Linked DNA regions of Mus musculus: all the other regions are linked to region 2. The links are chromatin contacts, called in public HiChIP or PLAC-seq and promoter capture Hi-C maps. All regions are on one chromosome and are shown on one strand. The core of a region is the stretch at or near the end of the contact, and the rest is flanking DNA. Distances in the headings are between cores, read along the strand shown.

The links. Promoter capture Hi-C pulls out the DNA fragments that hold promoters and counts their contacts. HiChIP or PLAC-seq counts read pairs in DNA pulled down with a chosen protein or histone mark.
Region 1: a contact with region 2 is called in an H3K27ac HiChIP or PLAC-seq map of embryonic stem cells, with 5 times the contacts expected there. The contact joins the promoter of Sh3rf1 here to the promoter of Aadat in region 2. A contact is called at or near these places in 4 of 39 promoter capture datasets (embryonic stem cells, hippocampal neurons, pre-B cells and 1 more), 2 of 484 Hi-C or Micro-C datasets (both in embryonic stem cells) and 4 of 115 datasets of contacts at active chromatin or transcription factors (bone marrow-derived macrophages, embryonic stem cells and pro-B cells).
Region 3: a contact with region 2 is called in a promoter capture Hi-C map of the C10 cell line, with 4 times the contacts expected there. The contact joins the enhancer-like site here to the promoter of Aadat in region 2. A contact is called at or near these places in 4 of 39 promoter capture datasets (the C10 cell line, hippocampal neurons, pre-B cells and 1 more), 1 of 484 Hi-C or Micro-C datasets (embryonic stem cells), 1 of 115 datasets of contacts at active chromatin or transcription factors (embryonic stem cells) and 2 of 9 other capture datasets (adipose tissue and macrophages).

What each region holds. Positions count from the first base shown.
Region 1 is chr8:61,222,713-61,225,438 of GRCm38.p6, reverse strand. It overlaps Sh3rf1 (SH3 domain containing ring finger 1), which reads right to left and starts at 1,268. Exons shown (of 12, transcript NM_021506.2): 1 at 1,093-1,268.
Region 2 is chr8:60,504,703-60,507,402 of GRCm38.p6, reverse strand. It overlaps Aadat (aminoadipate aminotransferase), which reads right to left and starts at 1,279. Exons shown (of 13, transcript NM_011834.2): 1 at 1,124-1,279; 2 at 146-314. The coding sequence starts at 1,190.
Region 3 is chr8:61,202,339-61,205,038 of GRCm38.p6, reverse strand. No RefSeq gene overlaps it. Among named protein-coding and RNA genes, the nearest start is that of Sh3rf1, 20 kb to the left of the region's middle. Within about 2 kb of position 1,433, at least 5 of the 459 cell types and tissues checked have an H3K27ac peak or open chromatin away from gene starts, as enhancers often do.

The sequences.
Region 1 (2,726 bases), core at 19-2,518, 720 kb before region 2:
TTAAGCCACCGTTATCATTTAAGAAGCCTTGCCCTGGGTGAATGATCCCAATATTAAATACATATGTGTCTTCCCTGTCTGAGAACAGACAGCTTAATCTTATCTAAGGCCCCCCACCCCCCACCCCCCAGAGCTGATGGTCGGCAATTCTAAAAGATATAGCCAAAACCTGCTTGAAAATAGCTACAAGAAAAATCACCCTTTCCGGCATGGCTGACAAACTCTGAAACAGATTTCTGAACCGCTTGTCTTAATCCCATTCAGAAAAATCTAGTAAAATGTTCACCAAAATTCGACGATGGAATGAATGCTAGGCTTAAAACTCTGGGTACATCTGAAAAACGGCCCCCTCAGGAGAAAGAGTATTTGAAGCCAGTTGGTGCATCGCTGTCCCCACCACCACCACCACCCCAACCAATGTAGATGCCTAGGTGGGGAGGGGGTGAAAGGATTTGGAGGCTACATTAACAGCTGTTCCTGACTAGTCGGTTCTGGGGAGAGCCAGGGTACGCCCCTCTTCCCACGGTGGGGCACAGGTAGCCCCCAACCCCTTGGCGTGGTGCTCGCCACAAACACACCCCAGAGCCAGGTGTCGCCAGCCGGGGACAGAGATGGTCCTAGGAGCTGAGGCTGCGGCCGGGTAGCTCCAGAAACAGGGAATCTCACCCAGCTGCCTCCTCTCAGCCTCCCTTTAGGTCAAATCCAGGACAAAAAAAAAATTGCCCAACACCGATCGGTGGAAGTTTTCAAGGACTTAAAGAAAAATAAAGATGCAGCCTTAAGTTGGCCAAAGTCAGCGCCACTGAGTGCGGCGGGAAGCAGACTAGCGACCCCGCGGGGATGAGCTCAGCGACAGTCCCCGGAGACTGCCACCCCAGAGGCAGAAGGGACCCGGCTGTGTCCGGGGAGAGAGCGGCCCCAAGGCCCGGCAGAGGCTTCGGAAGAGACGAGAGAGGCCGCGGGGCTCGTTCCCGGCAGGTCCCGGAGACCCAAAGGGGAAGCGCGGGGACCGACCCGCGCGCACCACTGGGATGCGGGCGACCACCGGCCACCACCCCGCGCCCGGCGTCTCCGACTCGCCGCGCACCCTACCTCGCGCCTCCGCTGCTCGCCTTTGTTCGCGGCCCCGCAGCGCTGGTAGATGCAGCCCCGCCGAGCCCGCTGCCCGTGTGGCTCGGCCGCCGCGGTGGCACCGGGAGCCTCCTCACGGCCGCCCCCCTCGCGCGCGCTCGCACAGCACGCCGCCGCCGCCGCCTCCCACCCGCCCAGCAAGGAGGGCGGGGGAACGCGACGCCGCCAAGGAGGAGGAGGAGGCGGAGGCAGCGCGCAGCGGGCGCCCGGGGACCGGAGGGACGCACCACAGCGCCGCCCGCCGCTCGGGGACCCGCGCTGGAGCCCCCAGCGGGCGGCAGCTTCGGGGACGCACTTAGCGGGAGGAAGGCTCGGGGACCCGCGCCTTCACGCCCCGAGGACGTGCACCCCGAGCAAATTTGGGCTACCCAGGAGGAGGGCGGTGGGAGTGGCGCCGAGGGACCAGGAAGAGGCTGGGGCAAGGGCGCCCTGCCGGCCTCCGGCTCCGCCTGGCCGGTGCCTGGAGACCGACTCTTCCCGGTGGCCTGGGAAGGGAGTGGCTCTGGCGGGAACCGATCGCGCTTTGCTGGGCGTGCACACTGCCTGGGTGGATATAGAGAGAGCAAAGTGAGACCCCTTAGTTCTGGAGTCCGGGTTAGTGACCACCCTATGGATCCCGGGGCCCGCCTCTTCCACCCAGCAATCAGCCCCCACTGCAGCAGCCAAGGGAGACAAATCCAAGCAAGTTTGGAGAAATGCGGATCCTAAAATTCAGAATGAGAAAGGGAAAAGAAAAAAAAAAAAACTAGAAAAACAGGTGGGAGATTAAAGCCAGTCTTGGGGAGGTTCTTCCTACCTGCCTAAAATGGGGTGAATTCAAAGTCTGACCCAGGTGGGCCGGCGCCTTGAAGCTGGCTAGGGGATACCTCTTTTATCTGCGCCTTGGAGGCAGCCATCATCATCATCTCTGTAATCTGTTTCTGTTGCCCCGGGCACACACCTGTATTCTCTGAAATGTGGGCTTGCAAAAAGGGGTGTCCAAGGGTGTGTGTGTGTGTGTGTGTGTAGGCTTGTTTGTCAAACTTATTTCAGAGACGCGTTAAATGTTGTCAAAGAGTGTGATTCATTTATACTTACTGTCAGTTTACCAAAAGTAACTTCACAAGAGAGATCGTGTATGAAATTCTTGCCAGGCCACCAACCAAGCTGATAAGGAATTGAAAAGGAATCTCGGGTTATCAGTTCATCTCCAACCAGAGCCACAGCTAAGTCATAATAATAAATAGATAAGTGAGTATCATTCAAGTTAAGAAAATAAAATTATAGCAAGTAGCAATCATCAGTCATTTTAAGCCAGGCACCGTACTAAACTCTTAAACGTATTAATTCCATCCTCACAGCAGCTCTCTATGTCATCCTTCCCAGCTTTGTTCTAAAGAGATTAATATGCTGAGACTTAGACTGTATGAATACCAAAAATAATTGCCCACTTCCTTTCCCGTTAGAGGGAGAACAAGTATGTGTTTATATTGAGCTGAAAAAGGCAAGGGGAAAAAAATGGATGAAGAGAATGAGGAGAAAAATAGTTAACTACAAACAGCATTCTGAAAGTGTTGGCCCAGTTAACGCTGCAGCAGAAACTGGAGATGAAGGCT
Region 2 (2,700 bases), core at 30-2,529:
ACTGATTTTGCTTTTAATATTTTAAAGTCTTCTCCCAACTTCCCCAGTCATTGTACACCCCATTAACAAAAGATCTCAGTCACATCATCAATGGCATTTAAAAATGAACCAATAGAATTCTACCGTCTATTGGTCACTTACTTACCCATAGCTTGGAGAGTATTGGAGGGCCCTTTTGATCAAGTCGTCTTCAAACCGGATGGTGCTTCCGTTTTCCACAGTGAAGGCAGCTGACTTAAAGGGGAACATGCTCGGGTTTGGAGATCCAGGAGCCAGGGAGATGAGGGTTTTTGGTGCTTTGCTCAGTATGTCCGCTATGATAAACACAAAAAGAAGAAAAAAAATGTGTCCACCGTCCTGTGGTCTGAACATTAATGTCCCTGACCAAGTCCTATACTCGACTCTAGTACTTGATATGCTATATTAAAGATGGGATTAGATCATTAAAAACTCTGCCGTCAGAAATGGAATTAGTGTTCTTACAGAAGAGACCGAGCTGCAGCGAGAAGCATCATTTATTTGGATTTGTCCTCACTGGGTACCTGATGTTGGGCATGGCAGTCTCCAGAGCCGACAGAACATTCTTGCTGTTTATTAAATTACCACTCCTCTCCTCTAGTCTGACAAAGCAGCATACTGGGCTAAGACTGAATGCTAGTCTGAAATAAATACAAAGTAAATTTTTCTAGACTTTCTCACTGGGGGAGGAATCCAAGAATGCAGATGGCGAAGAAAAATGGAGAGGGCCCCAGCAGCAGAAGGCCTTTTTCCCTGTTGCCCAATACCTGTGTGTGTCCCAACTCCACCTCTGGGTCCCATTCCCCAGTCCTTTAAGAGCCTTTCTCTACAGCTGGCTTGAAAGATGTGCCTCATGCTTGGCCCTTTGGCTCATCTCCAACACCTCAGCAAAAATACTCACTGCCTTGCCTTGCCTTCCAAGCCAAGCTCTTAGTGAACAAAAGTTAAATAACTCCTCCTTCACTAATGCTCACAGGTTGTCTTCACACTTGAATGAATGGGCACAAACCCTAGCGGTGAGCGCCAAAACAGGGCACCATGCAGAGCTTCCGCTAAGAAAACTCCACTCTTGCAGAGCAGGGAGGGCTCTGGCTTTGTTTTTCACCTGTAGTTCTGATGGGAGATGGCTTTCTGGCCAGGCTCGTTGCAGTGAGGAACCGTGAGTAATTCATGTCTCTGCTGGTCGCGTGGAGCAGGATTCAGAAAGCCAGTCACTCGGGATGCACTGTTAGCTGTCCCTGTGTAGTGCCACCCAATCTGCCTGCCTACCGGCTGCGGTAGGTGTCTGAGATCTAAATAGACCCGGGTCAGGAGGCAGAAGGGACAAAGTCCATCCACAGAGGGGCAGTGGCTGACCCGGGTGCCCTCTCCCGCCCCGCCGGCCGGCCTATGGCAGCTGACCACAGGCAGCCCAAGTCACTGGTCAGGGATGGGCTTGGAGAGACGAAAACCGCTAGGCCCTGCTGTGATGCACGATAACAACAGGGATCGGTGCCCGAATTCACATAAACGCAGCGTGGATTCTTGACCTTGCTGCTCAGAGTCTCGCAACTGCTCAGAGCCTCGCAGCACAGCTTTGCTATTGGCCAGCCCCCCAAACCCTCCCCTTCAGATCTTTGAAATGAGCCTCTGGAAGCTGATGGTATCTCAGGATCCTGGTCCTTTAGTACCCTCTGGTGGTAGTTTTATTCCATTGCAGCAGGCATTATAATAGGTGCTTAGCCTTGTTTCTCAGTATCAAGGTGTCTGTCTCTCTGTCTCTCCCTGTCTCTCTCTATCTCTCTGTCCCTTTCTGTCTCTCTTTCCCTTCCCTCTCTCACCCCCACCCCCCAAATCTTCAAGGGGACCCAGATGAATTCAGGTAACTTTACAAAGTAGAAGCCCGGTAGAGTAAGTGGGGATAGTTACTCCCAACCCCAAATTTGAAGACTAAATCTGCAGTCTCCTCGATTCTCAGCCTCTTCTCCCACTGAGTTCCAAAGCTTCCACTGTGTAAGTGCTCGGTTGAAAGTGTGTTGGGTATGGTGAAGATAAAGCGATTATCGAGTATGAAATTACCTGGTTGATGACCATACAAAGAGAAACTGTCTTAAGTTCACAGTTATTTAAAGGAGGGAGCGGTGAATGAATCGCTCAAGGAGTACTTTTGGAAGCTGAGGTGCCTGGGCCATATAGTGAGTGAATTCCAAAATTAATAAAGAACAGCTGAAAACTCAGGGTTCAAGCTTGTCCCTGGGAACAGGACATCTCATGACGTTTGAGGTGTCAGCTTTATTTGACCACTGTAGCTTAAACTAGCTGTGTCAGGCAAGGACTTTGCATCCAAGAGGATGGTCCTCGGGCTGGCAAGAGGGGCTTTGGAGTTATAACCATTCTGACTCTAAAAATAATACGTGCCACAGATAGCCTGACTTCTCAGTGTTGGAGGCCAGCCTCTTCCTGCACTCGTACACTCTGAAGACAGAGCACGAGGCATAGACTCTAAGACCATCAAATCATGAAATAAAGATTCTTTAAAAAAAAAAAAGCTTGCTGCGTTTTCTATGCAGACTTTTCTGTGTTTTAGTTAAGTTTAAATATTGTCTTGATAAAACACCATGACCAAGGCAACTTAGAAAACATTCGATTCAGTGTCCACTGTTCTGCTGGGTTAGATTCTTTGGCCATCATGGCAGGGAGCAT
Region 3 (2,700 bases), core at 184-2,683, 700 kb before region 2:
TAAAACAGATTATGCAGGAAAGACATAAGGAAAGAATTATCAATCTCTTTTCTGAATTAGAATTTAACCCGCTGTCCTCTATAGCTCCAGGCTAACGCTGGCCATCCTGGTCAGCCAGGCTAGTCTCTTTTTTTTTTTTTTTGACTGTAGATCCCATGGGCCAAACTCTCTCTAGTAATCTCAGTTCTAACCTTTGCCTCAAGACATCTCTTGGACCCTCCATCTTTCTGGCCTGGAGCATACCAAGGTGTAGCCCATTCCCATGTTATCCTTTCACAGCATCCATGGCTATAATATCCCCTTTCCCTGCCCTCCCAGGATCATCTGACAATGGTTTCACAATGACTTTGATTGGAGGAAGAGTCACTGATGTCCACATCAAGCAGATGAAAGAAAACAATAGGAAATGTATTGTTGTGTCTATAATCAGATAATCTATAGATTAAGGTGGGAGTTGGGCAATCTTAGTAGTTCTAAAACTGCAGACCTTTAAAAAGTTTTGTTTTCTATTATTTTTAATTGTACGTATATAGCCCTGTGGGGTTTAGGCACATGTGTACAGGTGCTCATGGAGACCAGAATAAGATGCCTCTGAAACTGGAGTTATGGATGGCTGTGAGCCACCATGTGGGTCCTGGCAATAGAACCCATACCCTCTGCAGCAGCAATAAATGCTCTTTGCCACTGAGCCATCCCTTCAGCCCTCTAAAATATTTTTGTATCTACTTTTGAAACAGAGTCTCCCCATGTAGCCCCCCCTGATCTCAAACTCACAATCCTCCTGCCTCAGCCTCTCTAGTTCTAGAATTTCAGACATACACCAGCATACCTAATTCTCATTTGTTTTTTCCCTCTGAAGAAGTATGTGAAGATGTGCTTAAATGAGCAATGGACCAAAACAAGAAAGAGCATGTGGCATCTGAAAATGATTGTGTCAAACCAAATATCTCAGGGCACAGCAGCTCCAGAGTACCCAGCTGGGCAGCTGACCCAGGGAGGAGCCAGGCCAAGCTGGAGCACACAGGTAGAGTTGCAGGAGAGAGTGTTTCAAAGATTAAATGGCATATGTGGGGAAAGTGGATGGATCCAGGAATAAGAAGATAAAAGACAAGCGACCGGAGCCCTCCAGGCCAGCTTCCAGATAAGATGTAATCAGATTGTCCAGGACCCACACCAGGCCCTCACTCAGAATATAACCTATTCAGTTCCAAACTCTGGGTCAAGTTGAAGTTAAACCAGTTTCTGAAAGTTGAGATAAGACTTGTGTAACGGGCCAATCAATAAATCCTGCTCAAATTCGGACCTCTTGGGTTTCAGAAGAGCTCCTTCAAAGCTCGAGAGTCCACTTGCCTACATTCATTTCAGCTAAAGCAAAGCAAAGGAAAACATCCAGTCTAGAGTATAGACATCCTGGGATTGCCACTCTGTGTAAGCAGCAAACTAAGCAAATGAAAGTCAGAGTCTCCTTCTAGGAGATATGAAGTCATCAGCAAGCCACTCCCCCACACCACCCCAAAATTGGAGAAAGAAAAGAAAACCGCCAAGCTCATATCTGTGCAAGAACCAGGATAGGAAAACCTGAGCTATAATTGACAAGCTGCTGGAAGTTCTATGTGAGCAAGTCAGAGCATGAAAGACTCAGGGGAAACTGAGTCCACTCTTGAAGCTCAACAAAGCCAGCACCCTGTGGACCAGAGAAAATCTCCTTGAGCCTCTGTGGGGGAAGGGAAAGAAATATTTCAAAATACCACAAGGGGAGTGGTCTTAGCAAGCCTGCCTTTGGGAAACAGGTCTAGCCAGAGTACAGCAGCTGAGGTTTTGTTAGAGCCTGACTAGCCCATGACAGGGAAATACCCAACTGCAGCCTGCTGTAGCCATCTCCCCCTGCCCAAGGGGCAGGGGAGCTCAGAAGCACACAAGACATTCAAGACTAAGTCCCAGTCATGGAACTGTAGAACGCTTTCCAACCTCATGCCATGCTACCTCATGACCTGATAGCAGTCCTTTTAACCCAGTACATTGATTAAAAATAATTATGATAAATACGAAAGGGCAAAAGCACATGGTGACAAGGCAAAGTAAGCCCAGTGCTAGCTTGGACTACATGGAGTCTTTAAGGCCAGCCTGGGCTACAGAGTAAGACTCAGTCTCAAAAGAAAAGACAGTAACTAAATAAGCCATTTCAAATATGCTAAGGCGCATAGTAGACAAAATAGACGCTGCAGGACTAGATGGGCAATTTAGGCAGAGGTGAGAATCCTAAGAACTAAAATAAGTAGTGGAAACCAAAAGGATTGTAACATTGTAACAAGCGAAGAATGTCTTTGATGGGCTCATTAGCGGACTGAACACAGAGAATGGAAGGAGCTCCGTGCTTGAGGATCTCTCTAAGTCAAAAGATCCCAAACTGAGAAGCAAATGAGGGAAGGGGAGTACTGCAGAGAAGCCCAGAGCAGAGTATCCAGGAGTATACAGATGTTTCAAAGGCTGTGACACACAGGCAACAGGCACACCCGCCCCGAGAATAATGAAAGGAGCAGAGCAGTTATGACTGAGAAATTCCCCCAAATTGATGTCAGACACAAAATTACACATCTGGGAAGCTCAGGGGGCAGGAAGTGGATAAACCCAAACAAGCAGAAAAACTACACCTGGGCATCGTAGCCTTTAGAGTTTAGAACATCAGGAATTGTTGGGTTT